Linked DNA regions of Mus musculus: all the other regions are linked to region 3. Evidence: chromatin contacts called from public promoter capture Hi-C data. All regions are on one chromosome and are shown on one strand. Each heading gives the region's core, a stretch centred on a gene start, on an enhancer-like site or on the middle of the called end of the contact. The rest is flanking DNA. Distances are from core to core; before and after follow the strand shown. Region 1 holds the start of Ndrg2 (N-myc downstream regulated gene 2). Region 2 holds the start of Chd8 (chromodomain helicase DNA binding protein 8). Region 3 holds the start of Mrpl52 (mitochondrial ribosomal protein L52).

The links. Promoter capture Hi-C pulls out the DNA fragments that hold promoters and counts their contacts.
Region 1: a contact with region 3 is called in a promoter capture Hi-C map of liver, with 6 times the contacts expected there. The contact joins the promoter of Ndrg2 here to the promoter of Mrpl52 in region 3. A contact is called at or near these places in 2 of 39 promoter capture datasets (hippocampal neurons and liver) and 1 of 115 datasets of contacts at active chromatin or transcription factors (embryonic forebrain).
Region 2: a promoter capture Hi-C map of hippocampal neurons shows a contact between it and region 3, with 2.8 times the contacts expected there. The contact joins the promoter of Chd8 here to the promoter of Mrpl52 in region 3. A contact is called at or near these places in 4 of 39 promoter capture datasets (cranial neural crest, hippocampal neurons and liver).

What each region holds. Positions count from the first base shown.
Region 1 is chr14:51,911,976-51,915,799 of GRCm38.p6, reverse strand. It overlaps Ndrg2 (N-myc downstream regulated gene 2), which reads left to right and starts at 2,312. Exons shown (of 15, transcript NM_001145959.1): 1 at 2,312-2,477.
Region 2 is chr14:52,255,530-52,259,717 of GRCm38.p6, reverse strand. Chd8 (chromodomain helicase DNA binding protein 8) reads left to right here and starts at 1,958. Exons shown (of 38, transcript NM_201637.3): 1 at 1,958-2,040.
Region 3 is chr14:54,425,501-54,429,126 of GRCm38.p6, reverse strand. Mrpl52 (mitochondrial ribosomal protein L52) reads right to left here and starts at 2,218. Exons shown (of 5, transcript NM_026851.2): 1 at 2,167-2,218; 2 at 2,036-2,093; 3 at 1,889-1,956; 4 at 479-543. The coding sequence starts at 2,194.

The DNA.
Region 1 (3,824 bases), core at 1,063-3,562, 2.5 Mb after region 3:
AGTATTTCTGGATTTCCAATTTGTGCTTTCTTCCTCAGGGGTTATTAAAACCATCCCGGGGAAGTGAAAAGCTCTTCTCTCCCACTGGAGAGCGGTGGAGGCTGCTACAAGACTTGTTCTCTATACACCGATCTTATAGATTATTTTCCCTGGCCTTTTCTATATTTATATGCTTCTTCAATCCCTGGATCACAAACTGTCCAAAAACATTTCCCTTCTTTGACTGTCGTCCATCCAGTGGTTTGTACACTGAAAGTGCTTGAAGCATAGTTCGAAACTGCTTTTGACTCAGAGAAAGTCGGTTAGATATTGTCCGTGTTGGCATACTTGTACTCGGGTTAGTCTTGAACCTGTAGAGTGAAGAACAATGAGGCAGAGGCAGTTTTGTGTGTGTGTGTGTGTGTGTGTGTGTGTGTGTGTGTGTGTGTCCTCAGGAGCTGTCTAGAGAGCCCCTAGGTCTAGGAAGTAAACAGATCTCAGTGGAAATTTCCCACTTCCCCAAGCCCCCGTGTCTGCCCGTTATCAGGTTCCCCCTGAGTCATCCTGACCCAGAGACGGATTTAGATGCTGGAACCTTCCAGTCTCTCCCTCCCCCTCTCTAAGTATGTCTACTTTAGACACATGAAGCCTGCAGGCTGAAGTGCTCAGTCCAGGTTCTCCTGCTTTCTACAAGCCACAGGGGCTGTTGAGAGCTTTCTAAAAATCTTACTCATATGTAGCTCTGCTCTTGAAGTCCAGCAAACTTCTCATTCAGGAGAGCATAAAACCTGCACCTAGGGGCTAGGCAGAAAGCTAGGATGCCAGGTTTCTGTGCCAGTTTCTAGGGCAACTCTTATGAAGGGAGCAGGAGAAAAGAACAGAGGGAAACTTGGGGTTCTGTTTGGGGGATATAGGAAGCTCTTTAGGTCTAGGGTTTTTATTTTTTATTTATTTTTTTCTTTTCTAAAGCTGGGTTTGAGCCTACCCAGGTCTCCTCCTCCTCCCTCTTGGCCTCTCCTCTTTTCCAACAGACCTGCCAAGTGGGGATGAAAGGGGCATTGATGTTCCTTGGGGAGGGGGGTTGTGCGTGGTGAGGGTAGTTCCCAGGCAGGGGGGAGGGCAATCTGGGGGTCTTGGGGGGAGCAGTCTGCTCTGGTGTTGCAGTTGGCAGCTCCGGTTCCATTGGACATTGTTTTCAACTGGCCTGGCGCCCAGCCCCCTAAATGGCAAGTCTGGAACTAGGCTGAAGGGGGATGGGGCAGGGTTGATTCTGGGAGCAGGGGTGCGAGAACGAGGGCAAGTGGGGAAATACAATCTGGTTGCTTAACACAACTTCCAGTCCATCAACCGTTCCACTTCAGCAATCTTTCTTTAAAGAGCACAGGGAGGACGTGTCTCAGATGTGAATCTTGTGGAAGTCTAGGATAGGATGGTAAACCCACCAGGCACCGAGGGTCCAGCCCAGGAGACAGCAGCTCAGGAGGCATCGGCAGCAGGGTACTGCCACTCAGCTTTTCAGAGCTGACCTCGCCCTCCTTTTCGGGGTTGGACTAGGAGGGGTTAGCGCCTCAGCCACAGGGTCTCTTGGGTCTCAGCCCAGGACATCCAGTCCTCCTCAAACCCTTTACTCCACCCTTGCAGAGTTAGCTCCGCCTCCGCGCCTGTTTACACAGGAGTCAGAGCCCTTGGGGGGTCCCCAGCCCCTCCTCTACCCGCCCCCCTCGTTGGGGCCTTGACCCGGGAGTCGCTGTTGGCCATCATCTTTCCCCTCCTTCGTTCATCCTCTATTTATAGCGGCCCCCAGCATTTCCCGGCCCCCCCCCCCCCCAACTCCCTGCTTGTTGTCCAACTTCTCACGGAGCAGTCGGAGAGCAAGCGGCGGGACTCGGCTGAGGAGGTACCAGCACCCCAATTGTTGGGAATTCCTATGCCCTCGACGCCCCGTCTCCAGACACGCTGTCACCACTACCCATACCTGCCCCGAGACCGGGTCTGAGCGGTGGCCCTCGCCCACCTCCCCCTTCCTTGATCTAGCTCTCTGTTTCCGGGCGGGCGGAGCTGAAATCGTGGGACGTAGGCACCTTGGGTTGGTCTCCCCACTTTACCCGTCGCTGCCACTCAATCTGGGGGGCTAGGAAGAGAGCCAAAAGTGAGCCTGGCAGAGCCAGGTCACAGTAGGGGCGCCGTTGATGTGGGCGTGGGGACCATTTGGGGGTTTAAGGGATCCCCCACGCTCACCCCACTTCACACGGCTTAGGGTTTATGGGGAGCACTCAGAGAGCCTATGAGCATCACCTCTGTGTGCTCCCAAGCCGCACCCTCTCGCCCCTCCCCTGGTAGCCCAGGCGAGTTACGGGGCGTGTTTATGGGGGGTCGGGGCGGATCTGCAGGGAGATGGCCCGGGGGCGGGCCCAGGGCGGGTCTGTGGGGAGCCAGAGCTAGGGCGGACCTAAGTCAAAGGCAAGTGAAGGTGGCAGCGACCGCGGCGGCTGCAGCAGGTAGGGGGAGGGGCAAGCGCGCCTCTGGGCTGGCAAGGCGCGGGCCCGGAGGGTGGGCATCGTGGTTCTGGTCTCCTGGCTGTAGTTCGGGGGAAGGGGCTGGCTGAGCGAGGAGCTCCGCTGCTGCGCACAAAGGCAGAAGAGCTGCAAAGTGCAGGGCGTGTTTGGGGCGCTCTTGAGATGATGTACAGGGTCCTGGGCACTACGTGCCCGCCGTGAGAGGGTGTTGGTTCGGACGAGGAACGGCAGCGAGAAGCTCATAGGGGTCAGGTTTCGTGTTCTGGGAGCAGCCAGTCAAGTCCTAACCATCTTTTCCCGGCTGGCACATGGCTGGCAGTCCGGGGAAGTGCGGAGGTTACGGGCAGCCCTATCCCCCCCTCTCCTTTCTCCACCCGACCTACAATTACACTGGGTGGAGGGGAGAGATGAAGGCTTGAAGCTTGTTTGTTTTTAAATGGTGAAGGAAAAGGTCATGCTGTACTACCTACATATCAACTGAGAACCGTCAAAACCGAGTAGTGACTAACTGGACAAGGTCACCTAATAGTGGCACTTGGGTAGGACCCAGAGGTTTTGACACAGTCATGCTCTATCGCCATGTCAGCTCTCTGCTCTCTTCATAGACTACCCAGCCTGGACCTGCTTGTTTTGCCTCGCAGGCCCCTCCAGCTTGTATTGATTGGAACCTAGAGAGGACGTGTTCTCTGGACTCAGGGGAGATTAGAAAGGGTTAGTGACCCTGGAATCCTGGGTCTTGGCTCTGGCCTTATGTCCCTAAAAGACCCAGGTCCGTCTCCCATGTCATTCACCTTGTTCCTGTGTTTTCTCAGACCCTAGAGTCAGGACTAAGAACCCTGACCTCCACGCTCACCGTATCCAACCAATAGGAGCTCAGTAAATTGACCCCACCCACCCCATGCTGCTGGCTTGCTTTCTTTTCTTTTCTTTTTCTTTTTCTTTTTCTTCTTCTTTTTTTTTTTTCAAGTCTGCACAGGTGCTCTGCTGCTCTCTAGATCTACCATTGTTGGTGTGCGCTCATTTGTGTACAAGAGAGAGAGAGAGAGAGAGAGAGAGAGAGAGAGAGAGAGAGAGAGAGAGAGAGAGAGAGAGAGAGATTGATTGGATTGGATATCTAGGTCCCTCTGTTGAGTGCTTGATAGTCACTGCCTCAGTCCTTTTTAGCCCCTCAAGATGCTGACATTGGAGCTATAGTTGAAGGTCATGGTCAGTTGTGAACCCTTACCACTCTAGCCCAGTCAGTGAGGTAGTGTGGGGCGTCCCCTAAAGATAGCTTAAGAAACTGGAGCCACATTGCTTCCCCAGCCTCGGTGTCTCCCTCCAGGGGCG
Region 2 (4,188 bases), core at 709-3,208, 2.2 Mb after region 3:
GTCTCACGAGTGCTGGAATTAAAGGCGTGCGGCCACCACGCCCGGCTAATAAATCTCACTCACACACATTAAAATCTAAAAAATATATCTTTAAAAACAACAATGGGCTGGAGAGATGGCTCAGTGGTTAAGAGCACTGACTGCTCTTCCAAAGGTCCTGAGTTCAAATCCCAGCAACCACATGGTGGTTCACAACCATCTGTAATGAGATCTGATGCCCTCTTCTGGGGTGCCTGAAGACAGCTACAGTGTACTTACATATAATAAATAAATAAATCTTAAAAATAAGAAAAAGAAAATCTATGGGCAAACTGAGGCACATGAGTCAGAACCCTGGGCCTGATGTTCAGGGACCCTCTACTTTCATGTTAGCCCCAGGAGTCAGCGGGTCTCCCTATACCTCAGTTTCCCCAGAGGGAAGTAGCACAGCAAATATGGTTGTCTCTCCATCTATGATAGTCTAGTTCCAGGATCCCCCCAAACCACATGGATAACAAAATCTGTGGGCACCAAAGTCCCTCAGGAACAGAGATGTATATTTACAAACTACCTACACACGTTGTTCTCAACACTGCGATCATTTCTGATTCTACCTAAAACAGTGCGGGTGATGTGCAAATAGTTGACAAATTATATTGTTTAGGGAAAATGACAAGAGCAAAGTTTATAAAAATAAATAAATCTCTTTAAAAACAAATTTTGCAGGTTTTGCTGTGTTGCTCAAGCTTCCTTCAGGTTTGTTTGTTTGTTTGGGGGGGGGGGGTTGGTTCAAGACAGGGTTTCTCTGTGTAGCCCAGGCTGTCCTGGAACTCACTTTGTAGACCAGGCTGGCTTCGAAATCAGAAATCCGCCTGCCTCTGCTTCTCGAGAGCTGGGATTAAAAGCCTGCACCACCACGCCCGGCTTCCTCGAGTTTTCTAATACTGGTATTTAAACAAACAAACAACAACCAAAAAACCCTTCTTGTATGGAAATGTAGTCGGCAGAACTTTAGAAAATGCAGGAACACCTTTCTCAGTGTAGTTTGACCTATGGTGAAATTTTGCTTCTTTCCAGAATAAATGACTCCGTCAGTGTACCTCTGATAAGTCTTGTTTCCCAGTGTGTATTCGTGCGTAGTAATTGGAACTATTGGTAAATTTAAGGTCCTTTGCTTTTTAAGTGAAATTCCTCACTCCCGATATTACTAAATGACTCAGAATTTTGGGTTGCTAAAATCGGAACACTGGTCTAGGGCGTGGTAGCTCATGCCTCAAATACCATATCTCTGTGTTTAACGCCAGCCTGATATATTGAGACCCTGTCTCAAAAAAACAAACAAAACTCTAATACTGGAAAATCTGAAACGTGCATAGATAAGCAAGTAGAATGGCTATAAAACCCGTGTCGATTATGTGTTGATAATCCTGCTTGTCAAGGATCACCCTAGAAGTGGCATTCAGAAAAACTGATCGTTGGCTTCTTTGATAAACCAGCATCATTCCTACGTTTAAGAGGTGGTGGGGCTTGTTTCCAGTCTTGTTCAACGTTTTTCCAGAGTTCCTCCCCATGACTGACAGGCATCCTGAGTACATGAGAGGAGGGCATGTAGGGGCTGGACCAAAACGGACCAACAGAACTCCAAAAAGGCCTTCACATTCCTATACGTAATCGTGGGAGATCACCAAGCCAGTCGACCCAAGATGGCCTCCCGAGACAGGTAGCAGGTGCTGTCCGGGTTTGCAGCGCCCCCAGCGGCGGGGGTCAGAGGCCTGGCCTGCCAGCCCGCCGCCCGCTCCGATTTCCAAGCAGGCATATCTGCGGTTGCCTACGTACCCTTCCCAGCCTCAGGCCCTCCCAGCCTTCGGAGACTTCCTGGATGGCGCCCGGCTCCGGCCACGCCATTGGTAGATGGAGGGCGGTGGGCGGGCCCAGGCGCATGGAGGACTAGCAAGCTTGCTTGCGGCGAGGGCTGGCCGTGCTCCGCCGGAAGGCGCCTTGTTCTCCCGGACGGTGGGTTGCAACTCTTGCCCAGGGAAGGAAGCCGCAGGACTGGCTCAGGTAAGCCTGCGGCACGCGCGGCTCCACCAAGCCTCGTCGGAGCCTGGGCGGGTAGTGGGTGGGGTAACAACGTCCTCGCTTGCTCGCTCGCTCGCACCCATGCGGGTGCAGCGCCGAGCGGTGATCAGGTGCGGGATGCTCGGGGCTGAACCACTCTCCTTTGTGAGAGGCAGGCGCTGGGGACCGGACGGGCCGCGGGGCCGTGCTGGGACGGGCCGCGAGGGAGCTGCTAGGGCCAGCGTGGAGTTTTGGAGCTTGTCATGGCACTGCTGGGCGAGGCGCACATTCGAGACAGTTGCCTTTTTCTTCTTCCTCCTTTCCCAAGAAGAAAAACTCCCCTGCTCGGTTAGGTTACTCCATACGTTGGAGTCAGAAGTGCGAGGCCAGGGTTTTAGTTTGTTTTGGCTGGATTCTTTTTCCCTCTCCTCTCTTATCTTTAATGTTTTTAGTAAATGTGGGTAGGGAAGCCTGAGGTGAACGTGTTCGGATTTATTATGTTCCCAATTTCTGCGGGGCTGTTGCAAAGTAGAGGTGACGAGGAAACGAACAGCACAAGTCTTGTGTCTTCCTTGACAGGTCTGCAGAGCTCTTTGGTTTTCTGACACATTATGTAAACTCTTCACTAGAGGAGGACTGCCTCTTGGCGAATATTATTTAAAATTTGTTTTGGTTTTTTTGTGTCTTAATTTACCTGTTTCTAGTCGGCTTGCCATTGCTGCAGCTGTGCATACGCAGCAGCGCCTCTTTAAGGGGCAGTCCTGACGTCGTTAAAGGCTTCCCAGAGGAGGTATGTAGTGAACCAGTCTTCGCAGTGAGTGAGCAAAGTGAGCCAGAAGTCGGATTTTAAACGCTACGTAATTTTCTTTCAAAAGATAGACACAGTGAGACATCTCAGACACGAGTGAGGACCTTGCTTTAGCGATTTTGCTGCATTCTGCCATCACATCGATGTCCACAGAATCTCTGTTCTGAGTTTGTTAACTCAGAGACTGGCTTAGTGCCAACTGAGGTCGTTTTGGGGGGGCACATCAGATTCTAGGACATGGATTTGCAATTTGAATGTTTCCCTTATGTTGTTGCTGTTGTTTCTTTTGAAAGGATATCTGGCTTTCCATTTGTAGACCAGGTTGGCCTCTAACTCACTGAGATCTTCCTGCCTCTGCCTGGATTAAAGGCGTGCACCTCTGGCCCCTGCTGGGATATTGTCTTTTTGATTACAGAGTGTCTTCTGCCTAAAAATATCTTTTTATGGTCACCCTGCAGGTTCCACAAGTTGTAATCAATTTCTTAGGGCAGGAAGTGGGCAACTTCTTCTTCTTTTTTTTTTTTTTTTTTTTTTTGTTAACTTGTTTTTCCTTGGGTGTCATATCTTTTAGTAATGCTGGCCATTTGGGGCTGGGGGGGGGGGCTCTGAGATGAAGGATCCCACCACAACCCCTGATTATTTTACTTTGGTTTTTTGGAAACAGTCTCTCATAGTCCAGCTTGGCCTCCAACTCACTAATGACTTTGAAACCTTGGTCTTTATATCTCTACCTCCCAAGTTCTCAGATTATACAAATTCACTACTACCAAAATCTTGAAAATGGAAAACATTACTTGAACTGTCTTAGTTATTCCAGCTGTTAAGATAATAAAGGTTATGATAAGAAATACAGCAGAGTTCTACTTAAAAGCTGTTGCAAGTCAGAGTGGTATGACAAAGACTACCAGACAAGGCAAAGGATACTGGTCAGAGAGGAGAGAGACACACACACACAGAGACAGAAGAGACACCACCCGTCTGAACCCTCCCCACACCAAATAAAGGAGAAAGAGAAAAAGGCTCAACGAAGGCTTAAAGCTGTAATCTCAGAAGCGCAGGAATAAAGGATTTGGTGGAGGAATGCATAAATTAAGCTCTTGTCTTCCAAGTGTTTAATCTGTGTAGCTGGCTCTTTGATTTTTGTTTTTTCTTTCTTTTTTTTTTTTTTTTTTTTTTTGTTTTCCCCCAATTCTCAAACTGACCAGATCCTTTTAGAAGTAGATGGAGAATATAGCTGCTGAGCTGATTTTGTATTGCCAGAAGACATCCATGTAGTATTTCCTAGGACAACCTCTTCTGCAGTGCTTCCGGATGATGGGGCTTGATACCCACTGGGGACTGGG
Region 3 (3,626 bases), core at 969-3,468:
TGAAGACAGCTACATTGTACTCATATAAATAAAAATAAATAAATCTTTAAAAAGATAAGTTAGTTGGGTGTAAGGACTGGAGAAATGGCTGCTGCTGGTGTGCCTGCCTAGCAGGCAGGAAGCCCTGGATTTTATCCCATGCACTGCCAAACAGTAGCTCAAGTACAACACAACTTAAAACAGATTCTAATTTATGGGGCTGTAGAGATGGCTCTCTGCTCTTGCAAGGGACAAGGGTTCAACTCCCAGTAGCCACCCCAGAGCTCACAACCATCTGTAATTCCAGTTCCAGAGGATCTGACACCCTCCTCTGACCACTACAGGTACCACGAACACATATGATGAACATACATTGATACAGGCAAAACACATGTATATAAAGTAAAAATCAATCTTAAAGAAAATGAAGATAAATGATGATTTAAATTTTCCTCCTCCAGTCATAAACACAGCCTTTGGCAGAGTCCCAGCTACTCACTGCAAGCTTCTCCCTTTGAGCTTTTCTTCGAAGTTGGCCTTTCATTGGGGGTGCAGGGCGGCCATCTACAGACAAAAGTAAACAAAAGGCATAGTGTTAAATGTGGTCTGGGGATCCTGTCCAAACACTGGTGTGATAGGGATTGGAGAAGAGTAAGCCCCTAGCTCCACTTTTCCAGGTCACCCTGACTATGGTTGGTTGGGTGGATGCTGGCGTGCGTGAGGCTGTAGGTTCAGGGCCCAGTTCTGCTCATCAAAAACAATACTGAGGAGGATCCCAGTTCACAACCACAACTAAAACTCACCTAGCCTCAGAGGTGAGGTCCAACAGAATCACGAAATGACTTCATAGGCACGCTCTTCCTATCATTTAACCCTGTCATTAGCATGGACCTAGGGCCGTCTGCCAAGCTGAACTCACTTTTCTCTTCAGAAACCCTTCACTCAATGTGTCTCTTTGCTAAACTTCATCTCATTGTATAATGAAATATAGGGTTTTTTTTCTCCCTCACTCTTGATTTTTGAGGCAAGGTTTCACTATGTAGCCAAGGCTATCCCCTAGCTCTCAGTGCTTCTGCCTCGTGAGTGCCGATTGCAGGCATGCGTCACTACTCTCTTTTAATTTTGCTTTTTTTAAAGTTTTATTTTTATGTGCTTGGGTGTTGTGTTTGTATGTATGTCTGTGCACCATGTGGGTGCCTGGTAAAGGTGGAAGTGAAAAGATGACATTGGATCCCCTGGAACTGGAGTTACAAGCAATTGTGAGTCACCCTGTGGGTGTTGGGAATCGAACCCATGTCCTCCGGAAGAACAGGCACCGCATTTTAAAGGCATCCTTCAGTCCATAAGTTTTTTTTTTTTTTTTTTTTTTAAAGAGAAAAAGACTTCTCTGTACTGAGTCTGCCATTTCAGACTTGTAGGGATCTTCGGTGTTCTTTTCAGCAGCTTTTCAAAGAATTCCTTGTACATTTGCAAACGAATTGTCAAAATACACTCACCACACATGTGAGAGTTTTATCCTTCTGAGAGGATAAAAGTCATACATACTTCCAAGCCCAGAACAGCCCACGTTAGTATTTCCTTATACCTTCAGGATACGATCCTGACAGCTAACTTTCCTTAGCCAATTACTATTTCTTGATTGATACACAGGGTCTCATTCTGTAGTTCAGGATAATCAAGGATTCCTTACATAGCACTAACCTCACAGCAATCCCTCTGCCTCAGCTCTCCAAACCTAAAACCTCAGGGGTGAACTAACACCCGGCTACACAGTCAGGCAAAGGTAGAGCTGCAGTCCTCCAACTCAAGTAAAAGGTTCACTATTTTCCCAGACACGCCCCCAACCCTTACCCCGGTGGTCTCGGAGGAAAAAAAACAAAAACAAAAAACCCTTGACATCAAGGCTCACCCGCGAAGGACCAGTCAGGGAGCTCCGTGAGGGGCCCATAGCCGGAAGGGTTGGCAGCCAGCCCTTGCCTGGGTGGGGGAGACAGTGTGGGTGAGGACGCGGCGGGATACTAGGTCCCGCCGCGCCCCCGCCCGGCACGGCACTCACTGGAGTCGCCACTGGCCACCGGCCCGCGCCACTACGCTGCAGTGCAATCTCCGGACACCTAATGGAAGAGCAGGGAGTTAGAGGGCTGGTCGCCCCGCGGCTCCCGTGTCCCCAACCCCACAATCACTCACTGGACAGCCAGGTCCCTAAGGCAGCCATGCCGGAGCAAGGGAACCGGAAGTGGGCGTGGCCCCGGCAGCCACGCGGGACGCTGCCGGGAAAACCGGAAGCCGACATCTTGAATGTGGTTTTCAATCGCCGGTCCCACCATCTTGCGTTATCGTACGGAAGTGGGAGTCAGCTGTGGGCTGAGTGTTCTGAACAGGAGGAACTGCCCCGCGCGTGCATCTTGCACCCTCCGAGGTGGTTGAGATACCTGTGACCGAATCCTTCGCAGCTGTTTCCAAGTCCTTTCCCGGACGTTCTCCAGACTTGGGAAATTTAGGGTAACTCAGAAGTGTCGCATCCAACGAACCTCATTGTGCAGCCTTCTGCTTCATTTTAACGTTTGTTTTCTGATATGATCAAGTGTAGAACGAGTTGGAAAAATTTGGTTCTCATCCAACGGAGTCGAAGAAGTGGTGAATGGGTTAGGAGATTATAGGGGTAGCTAAAAAACAGTCCAGATAAGGCATTTGAGTCTAGGAAGACAAATGATCACAGACATGACTAATAGTGCAGCCCAGTGGTGGGAAGGGAAGTATATGTCATTTGCAAGACTATGTATGGAAGCACGGATCTGAGGACACTGTTAAACATTTTTTTGAGGAAGTTGTACTGGTGCCAGTTATTATTTTTTTTTTTTTTTAAACAAGGTCTCACCATGTAACTATGGTACTCAGTATGTAGCCTAGGTTGGCATCGAACTCATTGAGATACATCTGCCTCTGCTCCCGAATGCAGGGATGTAAGGTGACTCTGATTCTAATTTTAAACCACACATTCTCATGAGTTAGGTATACTTTTTGAGTGGATTAAACCTGGAAACTGAAGTGCTCCCAAACCAAACCTGTTGAATCCAAACATGATGCTACGATGGAGAATTACACACCCGAAGTCATGACGGAATTTTTGTCAAAAAAAATCAGGTGCACTAAGGGCTGGCGATGATGCTGTGGTGGAATACTTGTCTAGCATGCTTAGACTGTGGATTCATCCTTAGCATACTCAAAAATAACATTCAGCATGAAAGAATTTTATGCTTAGAATTCAGGTCCATCCCCAACAAACATATATTCAAATGTTCCCAAATCAGGCATTTCTGTATTAAGGGCCCAAGAGTTGGACAGATTCCCTGGTAGGCAGACAGATAAAAGACCATGACTAGATAATGATGAATTTCCACGATGTCTGGTTTCTTCCTCTCCTCCTAGCCTGAGACAAAAGCCTGGCAGCATAAAACAAAGAATCTTGTGGGCTTTCTCTCCCTCCCAGTAGATCTGCTGATAGACTGACTCCAGGAATTCAAGGCTGGATTGGTACATGTTCCAAGACAGTTGTGGGCCAATCAGCCATCCTTTTTCTCTTTAAATTTACCAACCCTAAATTAGGGGAGGAAAACTTCAGAGACTTAAAAACTCCAGCCTTGGAA